Regions from separate parts of the Mus musculus genome. Here regions 1, 2, 3, 4, 5 and 6 are each linked to region 7. A link is a contact called in public Micro-C and promoter capture Hi-C data. All regions are on one chromosome and are shown on one strand. Each heading gives the region's core, a stretch centred on a gene start, on an enhancer-like site or on the middle of the called end of the contact. The rest is flanking DNA. Distances are from core to core; before and after follow the strand shown. Region 1 holds the start of Fam171b (family with sequence similarity 171, member B). Region 2 holds the start of Plekha3 (pleckstrin homology domain-containing, family A (phosphoinositide binding specific) member 3). Region 3 holds the start of Itgav (integrin alpha V). Region 4 holds the start of Calcrl (calcitonin receptor-like). Region 5 holds the start of Ctnnd1 (catenin (cadherin associated protein), delta 1). Region 6 holds the start of Zc3h15 (zinc finger CCCH-type containing 15). Region 7 holds the start of Nckap1 (NCK-associated protein 1).

What was found. Promoter capture Hi-C pulls out the DNA fragments that hold promoters and counts their contacts. A called contact is a pair of places that touch in the nucleus more often than the background predicts.
Region 1: a Micro-C map of embryonic stem cells shows a contact between it and region 7, with 8 times the contacts expected there. The contact joins the promoter of Fam171b here to the promoter of Nckap1 in region 7. A contact is called at or near these places in 1 of 39 promoter capture datasets (frontonasal cranial neural crest) and 1 of 484 Hi-C or Micro-C datasets (embryonic stem cells).
Region 2: a promoter capture Hi-C map of pre-B cells shows a contact between it and region 7. The contact joins the promoter of Plekha3 here to the promoter of Nckap1 in region 7. A contact is called at or near these places in 2 of 39 promoter capture datasets (pre-B cells and second pharyngeal arch cranial neural crest).
Region 3: a contact with region 7 is called in a promoter capture Hi-C map of liver, with 2.0 times the contacts expected there. The contact joins the promoter of Itgav here to the promoter of Nckap1 in region 7. A contact is called at or near these places in 4 of 39 promoter capture datasets (cranial neural crest, liver, maxillary cranial neural crest and 1 more).
Region 4: a promoter capture Hi-C map of cranial neural crest shows a contact between it and region 7. The contact joins the promoter of Calcrl here to the promoter of Nckap1 in region 7. A contact is called at or near these places in 2 of 39 promoter capture datasets (cranial neural crest and pre-B cells).
Region 5: a promoter capture Hi-C map of hippocampal neurons shows a contact between it and region 7, with 2.9 times the contacts expected there. The contact joins the promoter of Ctnnd1 here to the promoter of Nckap1 in region 7. A contact is called at or near these places in 3 of 39 promoter capture datasets (cranial neural crest, frontonasal cranial neural crest and hippocampal neurons).
Region 6: a contact with region 7 is called in a promoter capture Hi-C map of pre-B cells. The contact joins the promoter of Zc3h15 here to the promoter of Nckap1 in region 7. A contact is called at or near these places in 3 of 39 promoter capture datasets (cranial neural crest, maxillary cranial neural crest and pre-B cells).

What each region holds. Positions count from the first base shown.
Region 1 is chr2:83,811,351-83,814,050 of GRCm38.p6, forward strand. It overlaps Fam171b (family with sequence similarity 171, member B), which reads left to right and starts at 1,262. Exons shown (of 8, transcript NM_175514.3): 1 at 1,262-1,627. The coding sequence starts at 1,399.
Region 2 is chr2:76,674,016-76,676,715 of GRCm38.p6, forward strand. Plekha3 (pleckstrin homology domain-containing, family A (phosphoinositide binding specific) member 3) reads left to right here and starts at 1,300. Exons shown (of 8, transcript NM_031256.3): 1 at 1,300-1,619. The coding sequence starts at 1,580. Gm39860 (a long non-coding RNA gene) reads left to right here and starts at 1,626. Exons shown (of 2, transcript XR_866494.2): 1 at 1,626-1,835; 2 at 1,978-2,700.
Region 3 is chr2:83,723,101-83,725,800 of GRCm38.p6, forward strand. Itgav (integrin alpha V) reads left to right here and starts at 1,297. Exons shown (of 30, transcript NM_008402.3): 1 at 1,297-1,819. The coding sequence starts at 1,635.
Region 4 is chr2:84,424,008-84,426,707 of GRCm38.p6, forward strand. It overlaps Calcrl (calcitonin receptor-like), which reads right to left and starts at 1,259. Exons shown (of 16, transcript NM_018782.2): 1 at 1,063-1,259.
Region 5 is chr2:84,649,484-84,652,183 of GRCm38.p6, forward strand. Ctnnd1 (catenin (cadherin associated protein), delta 1) reads right to left here and starts at 1,257. Exons shown (of 19, transcript NM_001085450.1): 1 at 923-1,257.
Region 6 is chr2:83,643,258-83,645,957 of GRCm38.p6, forward strand. It overlaps Zc3h15 (zinc finger CCCH-type containing 15), which reads left to right and starts at 1,321. Exons shown (of 10, transcript NM_026934.3): 1 at 1,321-1,470. The coding sequence starts at 1,396.
Region 7 is chr2:80,579,816-80,582,515 of GRCm38.p6, forward strand. It overlaps Nckap1 (NCK-associated protein 1), which reads right to left and starts at 1,367. Exons shown (of 31, transcript NM_016965.3): 1 at 1,043-1,367. The coding sequence starts at 1,150. It also overlaps the pseudogene Gm13688.

The DNA.
Region 1 (2,700 bases), core at 12-2,511, 3.2 Mb after region 7:
TGCTTATATAGCATCCAAGGTTGCTGCATTTGCCATCTGTGAGATGCCAGAACAGTGCCTCACACAGTAAGCACAAGTGTCTGCTAGTTATTTTTAAACAGTTTAATAGTCTGCACTCACTGTAGAAAAGGATAAGTCCTCTGGTAACTGCTTTCCCAGCTTAAACTTTCCCAATACATTATGCTTTTATGCCTCTCTCTCTCTCTCTCTCTCTCTCTCTCTCTCTCTCTCTCTCACACACACACACACACACACACACACACACACACAAACGCACTTCCAGTTTTTCGACGACTTGGTATCTACTATTTCTGTGTGAATTTTTATTTTGTGCAGACTACCTTCCCCGGTGTCTTTCACAGACTTTACTTAATTTCTTTCAACTCTGTGTAAGCTCTAAATGCCTGTACTGCTTCTTCAGTTGCAACCACCACTGTGGACTATATTTTGCTTATATATTTATTGCCTTGCCCTAACAGGCAGTAAGTATTTGGAACGAAGGGATTCTATTTTACTTATTCTAAGCTCCTGATTAAAACGCACAGAGAACTCCTAGTTTATTATTTGTTAAATAAGACTTTTATTTGTTTGTTTGATTGTTTGTTTGTCTTGAGACAGGGTCTTTCTCTATAGTCCCTGGCTGTCCTAGAACTCCCTATGTAGAACAAAGTTGGTCTCAAATTACTAATACTTGCCTGCCTCTACCTCCTGAGTGCTAAAAATTAAAGGTGTGAGCCACCATATCTAGCAAGACATTAAAAAACAAAACAAATTAAAAAACCCTCCAAACACATGGAAAGTATAGGTTACAAATAGAAAAGGTGTAATTAGGAATAATTTATGATGAAGAAAGAAATTCTCATTTAAGCAGAAAAAAAAAAAAAAAAAGCCTGGAGAATATCAGTTTATCTTGTAAGTGGGCCAAGGGACAGCAGAGACTATTCCGTTAAAGGAACCTGGCTTTTGAACCACAGTTGTCTGATTGCTTTAGAAGGAAATTAATGTGCCACCTTTTTCTACCTCGGTGTCTAGTGGAAGGAATTTTATTCCACTCTACATTTTCCTGCTGCCTCGGTAAAGATTAAGGGCCAGAAACTCTTTCCTGTTAATCTCCGCCTAGCTAAACGCCTGGGCACCAGCATCACCTTGCAGAGCACTTGCTGGGTAGCCACAGGGCCCAGGCCCCCGCTCGCCCCTCCCGGCGGTCACGTGCGCGAGGATGCGAAAGCGGGCTCGCCATCCTCTTGCCGGCCCGCTCCTCCTCCTCCTGCCGAGGCTGTGCACCGCAGACGGCGCGAGGGGGAGCGAGCGAGCGGGCGCGGCCGGGTTCCGCAGCCCTGGCGCCCGCCGCCTCCCGCAGCCCCGCAATATGCCTCCGTGGCTCCCTGGCTCTTCGCCATGGCGAGGCTCTGCCGTCGCGTCCCCTGCGCCCTGCTCCTCGGCCTGGCCGCTGTGCTGCTGAAGGCGCGGCTGGTCCCCGCGGCCGCTAGAGCCGAACTCAGTCGCTCCGACCTCAGCCTCATCCAGCAGCAGCAGCAGCAGCAGCTGCAAGAGCAAAAGCAGCGGGAGGAGGCAGAGGAGGGGAGGCCGGAGGTGCCTGGGGCATCCTCTACTTTGGTGGCTCCAGGTACGTCTCGGTAGCCCAGCCCTGCTTTACTTCTTCTGTGCCAGCGATCGCATCAGGCTTCCCGGGATTCTTAGCTCCTTTCTCGTCTCCGCTTAGCCTATCTTTGCTGGTCTCAATTCCTTCGCGTCTTCCCAGGTTGCCCGTTCGGCCTTTAGCTCTTTGCTCGGGTGGGAAATCTTTCCCGCAGAGCACTGCAGTGGGCTTCAGAAGGGTCGGGGGCTGGGGGTGGGGTGGGGGTGGACGGTAAGGATGGTCAAGATGGGTGCCTGTTTCCACTATTCCACTAATCTTATTTTCCCTCTTCTTTCTACACACACACACACACACACACACACACACACACACACACACACACATACACACACACACACACACACACACACGCTCTCAAATCCCTTTAGCATTCTCTTCTCTATCCTCTCCTAGATACTGAGCAAACCGTCTTGCCATGTACACCCACACAGCGTTTGCACTGTTTCTCCCTGCCTGCTGTATTTAAATTTAGAACCGGGGAAGTGGGGGGGGGGGCGGGATCTCTATTTCTTTATATTTCTCTTCTTACCCCAGGAAAGATCCAAGGCGGCTTGCAAAAACAGGGAAAAAATGCATTTGCTACAATAAGATGAAAGAAAAAAAAATGAAACAGGAGTTTGTAGTTGAAGGAAGGGATGTGGGAGGGAGACAGGTAGCTTGGAGTGGTGTTTGGGTAGCATAACCAGCCCCTCCCCCTGAGGGGAATCTCCTTGTAGTGGAACTTAAATGAGCCATCTCTTGACTCATTCGGTAAAGGGTGATGAGATACGGGTGTAATTTATATGACCATCACAGTCCTCTATTTTCTGTTTCCCTCTCCCTCAGGTAAAGCTCTCCGAAGAGCAAAGAGCTGGGTTATCCGTTTAAATAGCTTTTACCCAGCCCACAATCCACTTAGTTACCTTTTACATTTTAAATTCTGTCTGGGCTTTGGGGGAAAAAAGGGGGGGGCTTTTTAAAAAATGAAAACAAAACACAACAACAACAACAAAACCCCACCAATTTTCTGGGTAGTGGGCTGAGGTTTCACAAACCCTAGA
Region 2 (2,700 bases), core at 50-2,549, 3.9 Mb before region 7:
CTGGCTAATAGACAACAGAGATTAGTCCAGTCTCTTGATATATCCCCCTTATCCTTTTAGTATGATAAACCTTTCAAACAACACAAAACTCGAATTTTATGGTAAGTGTCAGATGCCCTCCACAGTTGAACTATCATTACTGAACTCTATGTGATTTGTTGAATATTCAGCTCGTCGATTCCCCAAGTGGACATCCCGATCACCCTATTCAGTCAGCCTTCCTGGAAGGATAAGCCAGGGATTTCACTACCTCAATACTGACTCTGCTTTATGCAAAGTAATTGGAATTTGCAAAACTTTCTAAATCTAAAAGTTGTCAAGTGTGTAAGGACGCCCTTCCAAGTGAGATTAAAAAAAAATTAAGAGAAATCCTTTTAAAAACAAAACAAAAATAGGATGCACGATACCTTCTTAACATTTTTCTTCTTAACCTCTTCTTTCCTGTGTGTGTGTGTGTGTGTGTGTGTGTGAGAGAGAGAGAGAGAGAGAGAGAGAGAGAAAGAGAGAGAGAGAGAAGGGGGGTCTGTCTGGCCTAGAAGTCACTGCGTAGACCAGGCAGGCTTGGAACTAACAGAACTCATCTGCCTTCCTCTGCTTCCTAAATGCTGGTATTAAAGGCATACATCGTGATGTATGACATTAAAAGAAAAAAAAATGTGTGTGTGTGTGGGGGGGGGGCCGGGGGGGGGATGCGTGTAACATGGCCCATGTGTAAATGAGGTTCTTTCCTTCCACTGTGTGAGGCCCCCAGGACAGTACTGGTCAAGCTCCCGGAGGCAAGCGCTTTACTTGGAAAGCTATCTTGCCAACCCTAGTTCCATAAGACCTTGTTGGAGGACCTCTCTGGCCTGCATACTACTTTCTTAAAAGAAGGATGTAGCCCAGGCTGGCCTTTGGTCCTTCCTGCCTCAGCCTCTAGAGTGCTGGGATTACAGGGCCTTGCCATTGCTCCAGCTTTTCCTAGGAGGTAACTTCCTACTTCCCCGGAGTGTGAGCACTGGAAGCTCCAAGAAATGAGCAACCCTTGATTTTATTGAAAAAGATCCGAAGGAGGCGAGGCCTTCGGCAGCCGCCTTGTGCAGGATGCCCCGGGAGTTGGTCTGCTGCGGACTGGAGATGTCCGGATGCGGGGCAGCCGGGGAGCGGGGGACCGCGGAGCCGCCCCACGAGGGCGCGCGGCGCAGCCTCGGGCACGCGGCCGTCCCGCAGCCCCGCCGCCGGGGAGGGGTTTCGTGGGCCGAGCCGGCCCCTTTCATCCAGGAAGTGAAAGCGACGTCGGGGTCAATGAAAACAAGCCGGGAAGCCCGAGGGGAAGGAAGGCAGGCGTGCAGGAGGGCAGCGCCGGGGCTCGTGGAGCGGTGGCGGAGCGGGAGGGCGGCGGGCGCTGGGGTCGTCCCGGGGGTCGCCGCGCCGTTCCCGCTGGGGATGTCCGCGCCTCGCGGCCTCCGAGCAGCACGGGGCGCCCGCCGGCCGGGCCTCTGAGGGCCGCCGGGTCGGGGCGGAGGGCTGCGGGCCCGCGCCTCCGCAGCAGCGCGGCCGGCGCCGGGCCAGGAGGATGCGCGGCGCCGGGCTCTGAAGCATGGAGGGGGTTCTGTACAAGTGGACCAACTATCTCACAGGTACGGGGCGGGCGGCGTGGGGCGGCGGGCAGTCGGGCCCTTGGGCACCCCCTGGCAAGCCGCGGCACTCAGTTCCGCGCTCGATGCCCTCCGACCCTTCCACTGCCCCTCGTGGGGCCCATTACGGGCCTCTTCGATTGGGAGTTCGAGACTGCGTACCAGCCTGAGGATGGGACACCACCAAAAACCTGCACTGCCCCTTGTGCCTCGGAAACAGTATCCCATCATCTCTTTTATCCACTGTCTCCTTCATCCACGCTCTATGGACAGCATTTGTAAAGTGTGTGTGTGCATTTGATTTTAAGATTTTTTTTTTTTTTTTTTTTTTTGTATATTCCTTTACATTTTCTTACCACAGGTTTGAAAGTCCACTTGTTGCGGCTGGCTGAGCTCATCAAGTGTGCTTTTGGAAGCTATCCTCAGAGAAGGTTCTTAAGGATTGGTTTTCTGTGAGGTTTGGGAATTTGGGTAATTGTGAGACATAGTGGAAGAAAGCACATTTTTAACACCACGGGAATTCGAGTCATTGTGAGAAATGGTTGGAAGTGCAGCCCAGAAGGAGCGGGCAAGTTTCCCTGGTGGGGTAGTTAGAAGAAAGCTGTTTGTATAGAAATGGGATCAGCAGCAGGGGGCTGTCCCTGCCTGTGATATTGGAAGTCTGGCTTTTAAAACACACCTTAAATCCATACATACTCTGTGATCTTTGTAAGAACTAACACCAAAGGCAGGTGGTATTCATTCAGGACCCCAGTTGGATAGGCCTGGGTGGTTAGCCATTTTGTCCCAGAGGTACTTTCCAACCTCTGAATCCCATGATCTCACTGAACTAGAGGAAAACCGGCGGCTTGAAGGGAATTGTGGGCAGTTCTCAGATTCTTAGTTACAAAGGATGGGCAGTTGTCATCTTGCTGCTGCTCACATACTCTGCCCAGTATTGAGCATCCTGTGATGCACTCAGCTAGTGTTCATCTAACTTGTGGGGAGCTGCAGGCAAACCCTGCTAGGGCTAAATGCTTGGTTGTATCTGGCTAGAGCCAGATTTACGATAGCCAGCGGCTTGATGTTTATAATGCACCGTGTT
Region 3 (2,700 bases), core at 47-2,546, 3.1 Mb after region 7:
TGCTGCTTATTTTTTACATTTTAAAAATCAACTTGCTTAACCCAACTAAGGCTATCCACACCCCCACACATGATTACTTATGTTATGAGATGAATGCATGCTGACACTGAGGTGTTTTTTCTGCTGTGTGAGACAGGGATCTTCTTATGTTGACTGGGCTCAGGGGGGCCTACTGCCTCTGTGCTTAGTCTGGGACTGATTTTTAATAACTGTTTTGGGAAAATAGTTCAAATTCTCCACTACTTTACTTGGAAGTATGCAAGGCCTAAGCAATGCATTTATATTTAATCATTTTATCCTATTGACCAAATTCTTCATTCCTTCTTCTTTCTTCGTCTCACCCTTCTCCTCTTCCTCCTCTTCCTTCTTATCTTGCTCCTCCTCTTCCTCTTCCTCCTCCCTTCTGAGACAAGGTCTTACCTGTAGGCCTGGCCAGCCTGGAATTTGCTACACAGACCAGATCCTCCTGCTTCTCACTTCATGGTGCTAGGATTAAAAGCATTTGCCACCACATTAAAAGCATGGATCACCACTCCCGGCCCATTCATCAAATTGTTTAGCACTTGATATACATAGAACACAGGAATACTGAGCAAATTTACAAAAACAAACAAAAAAAAACCAAAAAAAACCAAAACAAAACAAAAAAGACTTATTTTGTGTGTATGGGTGTGACCCACGTACATGCCTGATACACACAGAGGCCAGAAGAAGAATTGGAACTGGAAAGCAAGAAACAGAAAAGAAAAAAGGAAAGGAAGTAAAAGAAAGAAAAGAGAAGATCCAAGCACAGGCTTGAAGTCTTCTGGGTGGATTTGAGAGGCTCATCACCTAAACTTTGCCTTGCAACGTTTTTGTCAGCCAGTGAGATCCAGTTCCACACACCGCATCCGGGAGGAGCTGTGCTAGCCCTCTGGGAGTTTATAATTAAGTTCAGTGTGTGGAGGATGGAAGGGGAGGGAAATGGCATATAATTACAGAGTTCTGTTGGTGAGCGCCTGCCGGGCTAAGTGGCAGAAGTAAGAGAAGCGGATAAAGCTTTCCGCATTCTTAAACAAAAGTCCCTCAGAAGTGCCTGGAGGAACCAGGGAACGGGGTGTGCCTGGTTCTTTTTCTTTTGATTGCAGCCAGTCCCCGGCTTGCAGGGCTTCGGCTGGAGGCGCGCTGCCACTGCCCCCCTGGTCCTTTGGATCTGGGCCGCAGTCCCGGGACAGCCTCGGAGGACCGGCCGCCAGCGCGCACGGAAGTGCGCCCGGCCTTCTCCTGTGGGAGGCCACCGTGAGCGCGACTTCCTCTTTCGGCGGGGCGGCCCGGCCTGGCCGGCTCCTCCTCCTCCCCGGCCTCCTCCCCCAGTCCGGGCTGCTCACGGTTCCGAGGTACTGTGCTCGCCCCGCCACTTCTCAGCGCCAGGCACCGCGCGAGCCAGCGACAGAGCCGGAGTCCCGGGTCGGACACCGCTCCTCCTGGGTGCCGCCCGGCTCAGCTTCGCGCCGCCCGGCCGCCCCGCCGCCCTTGACCGCAAGCGCACAGCACAGCTCGGCAGTTCGGGGGCGCGCAGGCGGCGGGCCGCGGCCACCGAGCACCGGGACAGGGACTGAAGTCTTTCGGCTCTGCGCCCCGCGCGCGCCCCGGCGATGGCTGCTCCCGGGCGCCTGCTGCTACGCCCTCGCCCCGGCGGCCTCCTGCTGCTGCTGCCGGGTCTCCTGCTGCCCCTCGCCGACGCCTTCAACCTGGACGTCGAAAGTCCCGCCGAGTATGCGGGTCCCGAGGGAAGTTACTTCGGATTCGCCGTGGACTTCTTCGAGCCCAGCACGTCCTCGTAAGTGGCCGCGCTCGAGTCCCCAGGCGCCCCCTCCCCCACCGCGCACCCTCAGCGGATCCGCACCCAGCCGCTGGCTCCAGGGTCCTCCCGGCCCCAAACCCGCCTACTCTCTCCATGCCGCGGCTGGCCCAGGTCTGGCATGGATGAAACTTTTGTGGGGATGACCTAACCTGACACTCAGCATCCAGTTTCACCGTGTCCCCAACTTCTTCTGATTGGCTGGGGACAGTGCGAGAGAGCTTTGAAGGAGCTCTGTTAAGCATCCAGGAAAAGTGAGACATCTGTACAGGCTTGTCCTGCGAGACTTTTGGCCATCTCTTGTCATTCCGTAACTTGCTTCACTTGGCCCCAGAATTTTTTTCTTCCGTATCAACCAGTTAGCCTCTTCCTAGTGCTTTTTGCTTTCTGAAATTAGCTCTTCCTTCGTCTGATTCTCTCTCTCTCGCTCTCTCTCTCTCTCTCTCTCGGTTTTTTTCCCACTCCTCTTCTAGACACTCCGATGACTAAAGTGACCAAATTGTTGTATTAATTTGTAAAGGACTATGAGACCTTTGCGCGTTTAAGGTCCACCAGATGAATGGAATGCGTCATCTGCTCCTTTCTAGTCCACTATTTAGGTCATTGTTCAGACAGAGCGAGGGTGTTTGCTGAGTTTTCACTCTCTGCAGGTCACTTCAATGCTGAAGAATACAGCAGGTCACGTAGGCTTTCAAATTACTCACGTCCCGTGTTGCAAAGTTCCTGAGGATTTGTGACGGCTAATGTCGTGTTTTTGGATTAAAGTTGTCTTTGACTCAACGCTGGCATCATTCTCATCCCTACTAGTGTAGGAAACCCCGATTAAATTGATGTTTTTCATGTCTATTACATTGTATTTC
Region 4 (2,700 bases), core at 9-2,508, 3.8 Mb after region 7:
AGTAGGCACTAGCTCCTTAGATTCTCAGGACAGTCTGTACTGTGGCAAGAGAGACCTGCAGCTGCTTCATCTCAGCATCATAGCTGAAAATCTAATTTAATTCCTCTGCTTAATGAGCTAATCCACTTGCTTATCGTGCCTCTGTTTATGTATTTATGGAGACTCCTTTCACACTCTTCCCCCACAAGTTTCCAGTATAATTGAAGTAACACAACTCTAAGCTTAAGAGTTTAAAAACCATGAAGTAATGTAGAAATCACTACATTTTCTTAACCCTGGGCAGTTGTGGGGTTTATGGTTGGTTGGTTGTTGGTTGGGTTTTTTGTTTGTTTGTTTGTTTGTTTTGTCTTGTTTTTGTTTTCCCCTTACCTTATTTGTAAGACACCCATGATCTTAATACAGTGGAGACAATTCATGAACACCCCCCCCAAAAGAAAAAAACCCAATACAAACAACAACAAAAACAAAGGAAAACCAAAAATGGGGTATTTACACAAATCTAGCAACAAAGAACAATGAAAATTCCATTGGTTCCCTAGTTAGAGGTGTAAATGTCAAAAGAAGCGGAAAGCAAACAGAAGTCCAAGCCGGTGGCTTTTCTTCTTAATCCAACTTTGTGTTCAGCCACACAGGAAGACTCTGGAACCCCATAGTCTTCTGCCATCCCTTCCTTAGAATACTGATTATGTGGAAAATTTAAAGACCCTTCCTGGGGTGCAAATGTTTTCCAGCTGTCAGGACTTGAGCTGGTAGTACAACTAACTTTAAAAAGGCATTGTTTCCTGATTAAGGTATTTGTTCAGAAACTTGCCTTATAGCCCGCTCACATCGTTAATAATTGGTAAATTTATTTTCTAAAGTATCACTGTAAATACTCTTATGCACTAGTAGTACATTTTGTATGCATTCTGGAGTAAGACTCTCTAGTATCCCTTTGTAGACTAAATGAAGCGGTTTCAACATTATTTCAATGCCACTTACTAAATTCTTGTTAGAAACATTGTCATAATACTTAAGAATAGTGCTGAGAATACATACGTTTATTTTGAATAATACACTTACCTGGCACAGCTCCTAAGGAAATTCTGTGGGAATAGTCTCAGGAGGGAGTTTGATTTTCTGAGATACTGCACAAGAGTTTCCCGGAGGCGAGGTGTGGAAAGCTTTGCAATGTGGTCCTGCAGGCAGCGTGAGGTCCAGGCAACAGAGCCCGCCGGTCCTAAGGCAGAAGTGCACGCTGCGAAGAGAGGGCTTGTTCTGAGTAGATGGGGAGTGTTGTCAGATTGTAAGCGATCAGCAGCAGAAGGGAAACATCACAGCTTCCTGTTACATCACCCCGCCCCGCCTGCACTTAGTGTTAGGTTACTTTCTTTCTCAAATAGCTTACCCCAGGAAAGGAGCAGCAACTCCCTTCTCACTCTGACAAGAGCAAGAAGCAGCCTGAACAGACAGAGATCCTTTGCTGTATGAACACATTGTTACCAGCAAAAGCTGGCTGCCTTTCACCTAGACTGAGTTCTGTTAGAACTTGCTGCCTGGGATTTGAAGGCGATCTTGGTGTAAAAGAATCAAAGGAGTTAGGAGTGTGGGTGTGTGTCGAATTAAGGTTCACAGAACAACCAGGAACAATTTATCAGTCACATCTTTTTTTCTTAAATGTGCATGGAATTTTGAGCATCAGAATTACTAATTCGGACTCAATTTTGAGCACTAATATCTGATGCAACTCCACAACCAGTTTTGCATGAGAAGATGAACAGGCTTCGGGCTGTCCTTTCTAGGAGTTCCTGAGTTGTATGTCCTGTAAAGCCAGACTGTGTATAGAGTATGAAATCATTGTACATACTTTTAAATATCTGACATAATTATATCATTTTATATAATCTAAACATTATACTAGTTGTACCTCAAAATAACCTTCAAGGAAAGGTGGCTTTAGTTTAACATGATACTATGAAATAATTTCATACAATAAATGAACTTCAATTTAAAAAAAAGTTTTCCCTCTAAACATAATTATATCATAAAGTAAGAAATCATTGCGTATGATCAGGAAAAAAAGCCTATAAACCTGAAATATACTTGTTAGTTTTATATAATATGATAAATTATGAGATTTGGCAATAATCATAACTCCTGAAGCCAGACAGCACTAAAAGTCACATGATCTTTGCATCAAATGTCTCACGTATAAACTGGAAAGGATGGATAAAATAATATAATTTGTCTGTTTAAACTTTGAATCAACATATTTTATAACATTTAGAAAATGGCAAGTTCTAACTAGCTACTACAATCTTGCTGCTTCACCTTGGAGGAACAGACGAATAGCGAAGCTACTACAACCAAGTAGCAGATGAGGAGCTCAAAGTCCTAGCAGATGAGGAACCGCACTAAAGACACAGGGTGCAGAATCTCTGGATATCGTGTTCCTGAAAGACACCGCCATTTTTAAATGTTTCCTATCTTGATCCATGGAGGAGATTTATTGCAGAATCTTTAATTCTGTATATGGATATAGAATAGGATGCATCCGTTTAGAAATATGGGACATAATTGACCATCTCCATCACTGAAAATGGAAAGTCTGTGTAAGAAGCTGAACTACACAATGTAGTTTTAAGAGACGGCGATAAACTGGGAAGTTACTTTGTGGACACTTTAGTTTTGCTTTCTATAGGGAACTGTTGAATTATATTT
Region 5 (2,700 bases), core at 7-2,506, 4.1 Mb after region 7:
TCCGGTCAACAGAAAGTATGATTAGAATTTCCTTATCCCTTTAAAGGCCAAACATTACCATATCAGTAAGTTTAACACACACCTTTACAAATCTGTGCCACTAAAACGACTTTTAGTACAAAAAGGAAGGAAGGAAGGAAGGAAGGAAGGAAGGAAGGAAGGAAGGAAGGAAGGAAGGAAGGAAGGGCAACTCAAGTTAACGTAGATCCATTTGTTTTCACAAGGCAAAGCAAAGAGCCTCCTAGGCAGGCAGGCAGGCAGGCAGGCAGGCAGGCGACAGCGGCTCCCACCCACCACCACACCTGGAAAAGTGAAAGAGGGATCCACCCAGGAACTGCAGCGCTGAAACCCTTCTGGGCCGTTCACGTTCAGAAGGAAAAAACAATACCATTGAAACTCGAAAGCTTCCTGCAACTTCCCACTGCCACAAATTCAAAGGTGAGGGGGCTAAAAGTTCCGAAACATGGTAAGAGCCATCTGTACGACCAGCTTCCGACCAGGGCAGAGTCCTTCCCCAACCCACACACAACATGCCCCCCCCCCCAAACAACTTTTTGAGCTCTGAAAAATAAGAGTATGTTAGCTAAATCCAGGGAAAAAAATAATATAAAAGTACACACAAAAAAAGGAATTTACACAACTTCTACCCCTGGTTCCAACCAGCTTCCGGTATTACACCTAGAAGTTTGTTTCCAGGTCTTGTACGTTTTACCTTTTCCTTAACTAAATAAAATACCAAGAAACCTCCAAAGTATTAAAAGTGAAAAAAATAATTGGTTAAAATTCACCGTCAGCACTAACAGGCTTTCTCACCCTTTTAAAAGTCCCTCCAGTTACCATTAAGAAAAAAATTCCACTTGAGTTACCCCTTTCCCAATACACACATTTTTAATAAAAGGAAAAAAATTTAAAAAGCACACACCTCAAATGTGGACTTCTAAAGCCAGTCCTTTAAGAAACAAACCCAAAGCTTCACCAATGTGCTGAGAAAGACAAATCCAGCGAGGTTCGCCGCCTCTTCCTCTTCCTCGTTCCAGGATCTTTCCTGCCTTTCTCCTCTCCCTCCGTGTCTGTCTCGCTCGCTGGCTCTCCCTCCCTCCCTCTTGATCGTCCTCTTTCTCTCTCTCTCTCTCTCCCTTTCCCTCTCTCCCTCTCTCCCTCTCTCTCCCTCTCTCCTTTTCCCCTCAGATCCAACACCTAAAATGGAAGTTGCACCCAGCCAAAGGCAAGGCAGCCTGGGTGGTGACAAACTGATCTGGCAGCCCTACCCTAGCTTTCCTAAGTGATGTCAGCCCCTGCGAGCTTCCAATAGGAACCAGGCATAAATCAGGGAGCTGACCTTATCCAATAGGAAACTTTATTATAGGAAATTAAAAAAAAAAAAGGGAGAGAGAAAGACGAGGAAGTTTTATACATATATATTATATGTATATTTAAAGCGGAGACTATACAATCTCTGAGGAATTACTGCAGATCTGGGGGGAGGTGGGAGGTGCTAAATAACAAAGCATTTTAGAACGGCACGCCTAAGCCTCAGTTCTCTTTGATGAGGGTCTTGTTCCCTTTCCCTACCTATCTGGGTGGGAAAACAGAAAAGAGCTTACTTTCTTTACTTGCTGCGGTTTGGTTTGCTGCTTTCTTCCCCAAAGCGTTTTCCCAAAGGAAGTCAGGAAAGAAGGAAGGAAATCCCAGAAACTGGACTATATGCTGACTGGGATGGTAGGAAATATCTGAGACAAACTCAATTTCATTGTTTTGGCTTAATTGAATTAAAAGCTAATGGAGAAAATAAATGCTTAGACTTCTTAATAGTTTGTTAGCCTTTCTTCTCTAAACTAAAAGGAAGCAGAATCCACTGAGCCCTTGAGGACCAGCACTATCTTCCCATCAAAACAATATGGGTTTGCCTGGGACAATAGGCAGAATCCAATAAACAAAGAGTGTAGACTAGTTAAGAATATCATCGTTAAAATAATTAAGAGAATGCTATTGTTTAGTCAACCCAAAATTACCTGCCTTTTTTATTTGACCTAAATAAAATATTATAGGGGTTTTCCTACGAATTCCTTTAAAGTTTATGAGGGGAAGGGGCTGTGTTTGTTGTTGAATTTTTTTTCTTTGGTGGGGAGGTTGCTTTGTTTTGTTTAAGATAGGATTTCACTCTACCCCAGGCTGGCCTCAAACTCAAAAACCCCATGCCTCCGACTTCTGAGTTATAGGGTTGAAGGTATATTACCACCTGGTAAAACTGGTATTAGTTATTCACTAATTACTAAACGAAGATAATGAGTTAGAAGGTCTCTCCTTATATATTTTTAAATTAGATTTCTTTGTGTGTGCATGAGTGCACATGTACTACAGCAGTCATACTCAGGTCAGAGAACAATTTGCAGGGATCAGTCCTCTCCTTCCTCCATATGGGCCCAGGGGTTAAACTTTGGTCATTATCTTGGTGGTGACCTCTTCTAGCCCTATTTTTAATTTATTTTTATTTTATTTTATTATTTGAGACAGGGTCTAATTATGTAGCCCTGACTGACCTAGAACTCTTGATATCTAGACCAGGCAGGCTGGCTTTGAGCTCACAGAGATACCCCCTGTGTCTGCCTCCTGAGTGCTGGGACAATAGGTGTGTGTTCCTATTGGCTGCTGCAAAATGTATCTTCATAAAGCTTTCATAATCTATAATGGTGATATACT
Region 6 (2,700 bases), core at 71-2,570, 3.1 Mb after region 7:
CATTAAATGAATCACTAAAAAGGGGGATATTAAGATTACTACATTCTGCTACTACAGGAATTCTTAATCAACTTCTGAAGAATAAATAATACAGAAAAGTAAACTGTCACAGTGTTCCACAAAGGCTCCTGTTGAGTTGGGTGACACTCCTAGGGAGAGTGGAACACATGAAGGGAAGTAGATCACTGGGGAAAGCCCTTGAAAGGAATATTGGGTCCCCTGCCCCTAAGTGTCTCTTTTTGCTTTGGTTGCCATCAGATGAACACTGTCCATTTCCCTCATGGTGGCATTAGGGTTCCAAAGTAGTTTTCTGCTTATGAAATTGTTGAAAAACTAATAACTCCCTTCTCTGGAAGGATGATTCTTCTGTTAATCAATGTAGGTAAAACAGTAACCATGCAAAAGAACAGCCATTCATTGTGTGCTTTTTTAAAGTCAGTATTTGGCTGAATAAAAAATAGTAGATTCATTTGCATATCAAAAGCCATACTTTTGGTTTAGTCTACAATATAAACAGAGCCCTGAAGCAAGACTAACCAGGCTGAAATTCTTATCTTGGATTTTACATTTAGCCACCTTTCTTTCTGCGTTTCATCTCAAACAGTGCTAACAGTTAACCATTCGTACCTCAGTGTAGATGTAATGAGTGAAATCGTGTGTGTAAAGTCATTATGGAATTTACCAAACACTTAAACTAACCTTAAATTGGGCTTGGCCCATACTGTTAGGCTAGTTTGACATAGTAAAATAGTGATTTTTTTTTTTCCGGAATCGTTAAGGCAGCCCCCTAAAATTAGTACAGGACTTGAAGAGAAACTAAGGATTTCACCCACTAGGACTCCACGTCTGACGATCTCCAAATGAAACTTTATTTCTTTACGCAACTTCATACTGAAGGTGCTGCATTGCAACCCTGCCCCTCCAGAGGACAAGACAGTAGCTCATAATTGATGCAGCCGCTCCGTGATTACTCAAGATGGTACTGTCCAGTGCTAACTAGATCTAGAACTCTCTACGCCAGGGGTCTATACAAGTGAGGTGAGGAGGCATCACTCGCGGTGCTAATGAAGGACGAAGCCAAGCAAGTGGCAAGCGCCTCACCAAAAGGAGGCGTCACACGCCGCGCCTTTCCCAGTTCCCACGTCTCATCCACGCCCCCTCCCGGCTCGGCGCAGCCGGAGCGCACGCGCAGCTCCACTTCCGGGCGCCTCGCCTCGCGCCCCACAGTGCATAGCGGCGCCGTGCTGTCGCAAAGGCCACATCCGGGCGGCGAATGAGCGAGTCGCTTTCCGTGCGCTGCGGCGGCGGCTGGGTCTTCCTGCTCCCGCCGAGCTGCCGGACGCCCCGACGGTAGCCATCTGCGTCGCAGTCGGCCCGGTGCCCCCCGCCTCCGCGATGCCCCCCAAGAAACAGGCTCAGGCCGGGGGCAGCAAGAAGGCGGAGCAGAAGAAGAAGGAGAAGATCATCGAGGTACGTCCCCTCCCCCTCCCCGCCGCACCGGGCTGGGGCTCGCCGGGCTGCGGAGCGCGGCTCCCCGGGGCCACGTGTCGGCGCCCGGCCCGGTGGGCCCCGACTGAAGTGGTTCTCGCCGCCCCTCATCGCTGTAGTGAGGCCGCTGCGCCCCCGCGCTCGCCGCGTCTCCACCCACGCGCCCGCCGCGCCCACTCGGCCGCCCAGGGACCCCCGGCCCGGCCTTTCGATGCTCACGACTTTCCGCGGCTCCTCGGGCTGTGCCTGAAAAAACAAGCTGAGTGGCGCTCTGGAAGGCCCCTCCTGACTGACCTGACGCCTTGGGTTTGGTTTTTTTCTTTATCAGGCAGTGAGAGGTAGCGCTGTTCATTTTCAAGAGCCAGCGGACTATTTACCACTTTTTTGTTGTTGTTGTTTCTTTTGGTGTTTGGTCCATCTGGAAACTTTCGTGTCAAGAACAGAGGTTTCCCAAAAAGCGTGGCCCAGCGGTTTTGTACAGAATGCTTCGTTCATACATGGAGTCTGAATTAAACGTAGGCTCTGTCACAGTACCTATGTTAAATTGGGAGCTCCCAGTTTACCTACACACACACACACACACACACACACACACACGAGCGTCTTTTAATGCATTGAACTTGTAGGCATTCAGTGAGTGAGGCAAGGTACTGATGTTCTTAAATGTTCCTCAGGTTACAACGATTGTCTACTTGAGTTTCCTTAAGATAGGTAATGAAATTTCACATTCGATAAACGTATTTCTTCCATACTAATCCTCATTTAAAAGTAAATGGTACCTCATAGACTTGGATGTAGTTGGAAGAAAAGATGACTATTTTACAGCATCTGAGTATAAAGTAACCTTTAGTAGGCTCGTTCTTATTAAAATAGCCAGAATGAATGTTTGGGGTTTCGAAATGAGATGTTTGCTTATGATCGTTTTTTTTCAACATTTGATTGTTATAGCCTTGAAAGATAGAAGTGAGAATTCGCCAGGGTTCCTTTATACACGCTAATGAGATTAATCTTTTGTCAGATTGTATGTAGTTAAAGTTGGCTGATTTAATTTAAATAAAATTAATGTGAACACATCTAATAATTTACTGACTGTTGGAGTTCTAAGGTAGAACTGCCGTAGCCAAACATCTGGAAGCAAAACTGTTGCCAAGCAGTGCTGGTGTGTGCCTTTCATCTCAGTAGACAGTTTGCCTGGTCTACAGAATGGCCAGA
Region 7 (2,700 bases), core at 117-2,616:
CAAGTTTATACTGGAATGCTTTGATTCTAAATTTTAAAAAGAATCTTCAGGATACTCACAAGCAACCTATATCCTTTTGATATGGTCAAAAGTATATTTCACGATATATAGATAGATAGATAGATACACACACACACACACACACATATATAATTTTATAAACAAGATTATTAAAGAAAAGACACAGATACACAGAACCCCGCAAGGATGGACTGGTATAAAGTGTACCAAAAGGAAACTTTTTCTCTTTACCAAATTCAGTGAGGCTTAAAATAAATGGATTTGAGGTTGTTTCCCTCTAAGGTAAATTAATGGCAATCCTTTTCCACCTTTAGATCTACTTTTCTTCACTTCGATACAGCCTTCCACTCCCTAATCTGAAGACACTCAGATTTTCAATGGGTCCACTGTCTAGTTGCTCAAATCCTCGTACTATGTTGCGAAGGAGATAGCAACGGGAGCACACTCGGTCTTTATTTTATACAGCCATTGTACTTTAAGGAATGGTGCTTTGGTGCTAATCAGATAGGGTTGGGAAAACTAAAATGAGGAGGAGTAGGGAGTAAAGGTGGTTATTCCTGTTCTAGTGACTCACAGCCTACAAGTATTTCAGACGAAAACCGGTTCCACCCTCACTTCCCCCTCCGGTCCATCTTCAAAATGAAATTATCCCAAACGTCAACACGCTGTCGTGGGGGTGAGGGGCTTGATTCAGGGAACGAAAAATCAAGTGGCCAAGTGGGGACCAGAGGGTCGATCGCCGCATTCCCACACTCGCAAGCCAAGAACCCCGGGCCCGTTCGCCGCAGCCCGGGAAGGCCGCGCGCCCTCCTTTCCTCCCCGCAAACCAGAGCGCCGCGGCGGCCATGCGCGGCCCGGCCGGTTCCCGCCGCCGGGAGCCGGGAAATGGCTCCCGCCTGCCCGCCCCGCGGCTCACTCTAGGCCGCGGCGCATCCCGGAGGCCCCGCGCGAGCAGGCCGAGCTGGCGCCCGCGGCCTTTTCCCCCGCCGCACCCCGCCCGGCCTCGCCGGCCCGTGCGCACCTTCTTGATGTTGTAGAGGCGCGTGAGCATGCCGACGCCCCGGTCGTTGAGGATGGTGAGCTTCTCCGCCAGCTTCTGCTGACTGGGCTGCAGCACGGAGCGCGACATGGTGCGGCCGCCGCCGCCGCCACCGCCGCCGGGCGCGCTACTCCCCGGCTCGCCGCCTCCCTCAGGCCCGCCCGCCTGCCCGCCCGCGACCTCCGCCTCAGCGCGGCGCGCCCATGCCGTGCGCCCACCCGCGCCGTGACACAGCAGCCGCGGCGCTCGCTTCCGCCCGCCGCCCTTCCGCCTCCACCCGCGGCGCTCTCCGCCCCAGTACACCCCCCACTCCCGGGCCGCCTTTCCCGGCTCCTCCGCTAGGTGTGGCGGCGGCGGCGGCGGCTGAGAACGAGTCGGCTTCCCGCAGCCGGGACCGGCGCTCGGTCACCTGATCGGCCGCGCCGGCGCCCCCGCGAGGCCGCCGGGAGAACTGCGGCCGGAGCCCGGGGTCCGGAGCGCCCCGCCCCGCCTCCTCCGCTCCGGGGACCCCCAAGCCGCGGTCCTGGACTTCCCCCGAAGTTGTCCCCGCTCCCCACGCCCCAGGGCCCGCACCGCCGTGGGGACGGGGACGGTGTGTTTCGGGAGACTTTGGCCCCGAGAGGAGCCTGGCGGCTCCGAGCTTGTTTTCCTCCCACGCCTTGACAGACGCTCCAGGGAGAACGCGGCAGATGTGTGCTCCGCACGGCGGGCAGCGCCTCGCCACCTCCCGGTGCTCGCTCCCGCCTCCAGCTGGCTTCGGAGGAAGGAGGTCGGAAGTAAGGGCAGCTCGAGTTCCTTAGATTATTATGAAGGGACTTATCATGGACCAGCACCCATCCGGAGGAGACACGAATAGGCTCTGGCATGTGGTAAGCAAAATAAAAAAGCAAAATAAAAAACAAAACAAATTTTGTTCCGAGTAAGAGGGTTCGCTCCCAGCCTCCACCATAAATCCCAATCGTTTCTGGAATTCTACTTTTCCACCCCATCACCAACCAAATATTGTTTGTCATCATCTCACTCCGTGTCCACTCCTCATCACACAGGGTTTCAAACTGGAACAAATTGTGTCTCCATGTGAATGACTACAATGAAAACTTGCACTCCAGGGGACTTGGGATATTTGGGGCTTTACCTAATATAGTCTAATTGTGTATCGTATTCATGAATTTAAATCAATCAACCCACCACCTTCTATAACAAGGCATTCTGAAGTTAGTAAGAAAATGGATTCACAGGCGGACAGTGGTGTTGCACACCTTTAATCCCAGCACTTGGGAGGCAGAGACAGACAGATTTCTGAGTTCGAGGCCAGCCTGGTCTACAGAGTGAGTTCCAGGACAGCCAGGACTATACAGAGAAACCAGTATTGAAAAACCAAAAAAAAAAAAAAAAAAAAAAATGGATTCACCAAAGCAACTTTGTAGTGAAATGTAACAAATTGTTTCTAAGACATTTTAAAAAGCTACTGTAGCGCCTAGTCTTCCAGAACTCTACCAGAGAGTATACAGAATTCCTTAAGGGCTGTTTAATACTCCTGGTGAAGGCTGGGCATGGTGGCACATGCCTTTCTTCTCAGCACTTGGGAGGCAGAGGTAGGCCAGGACTATACAGAGAAACTCTGTCTCTAAAGACTTCTG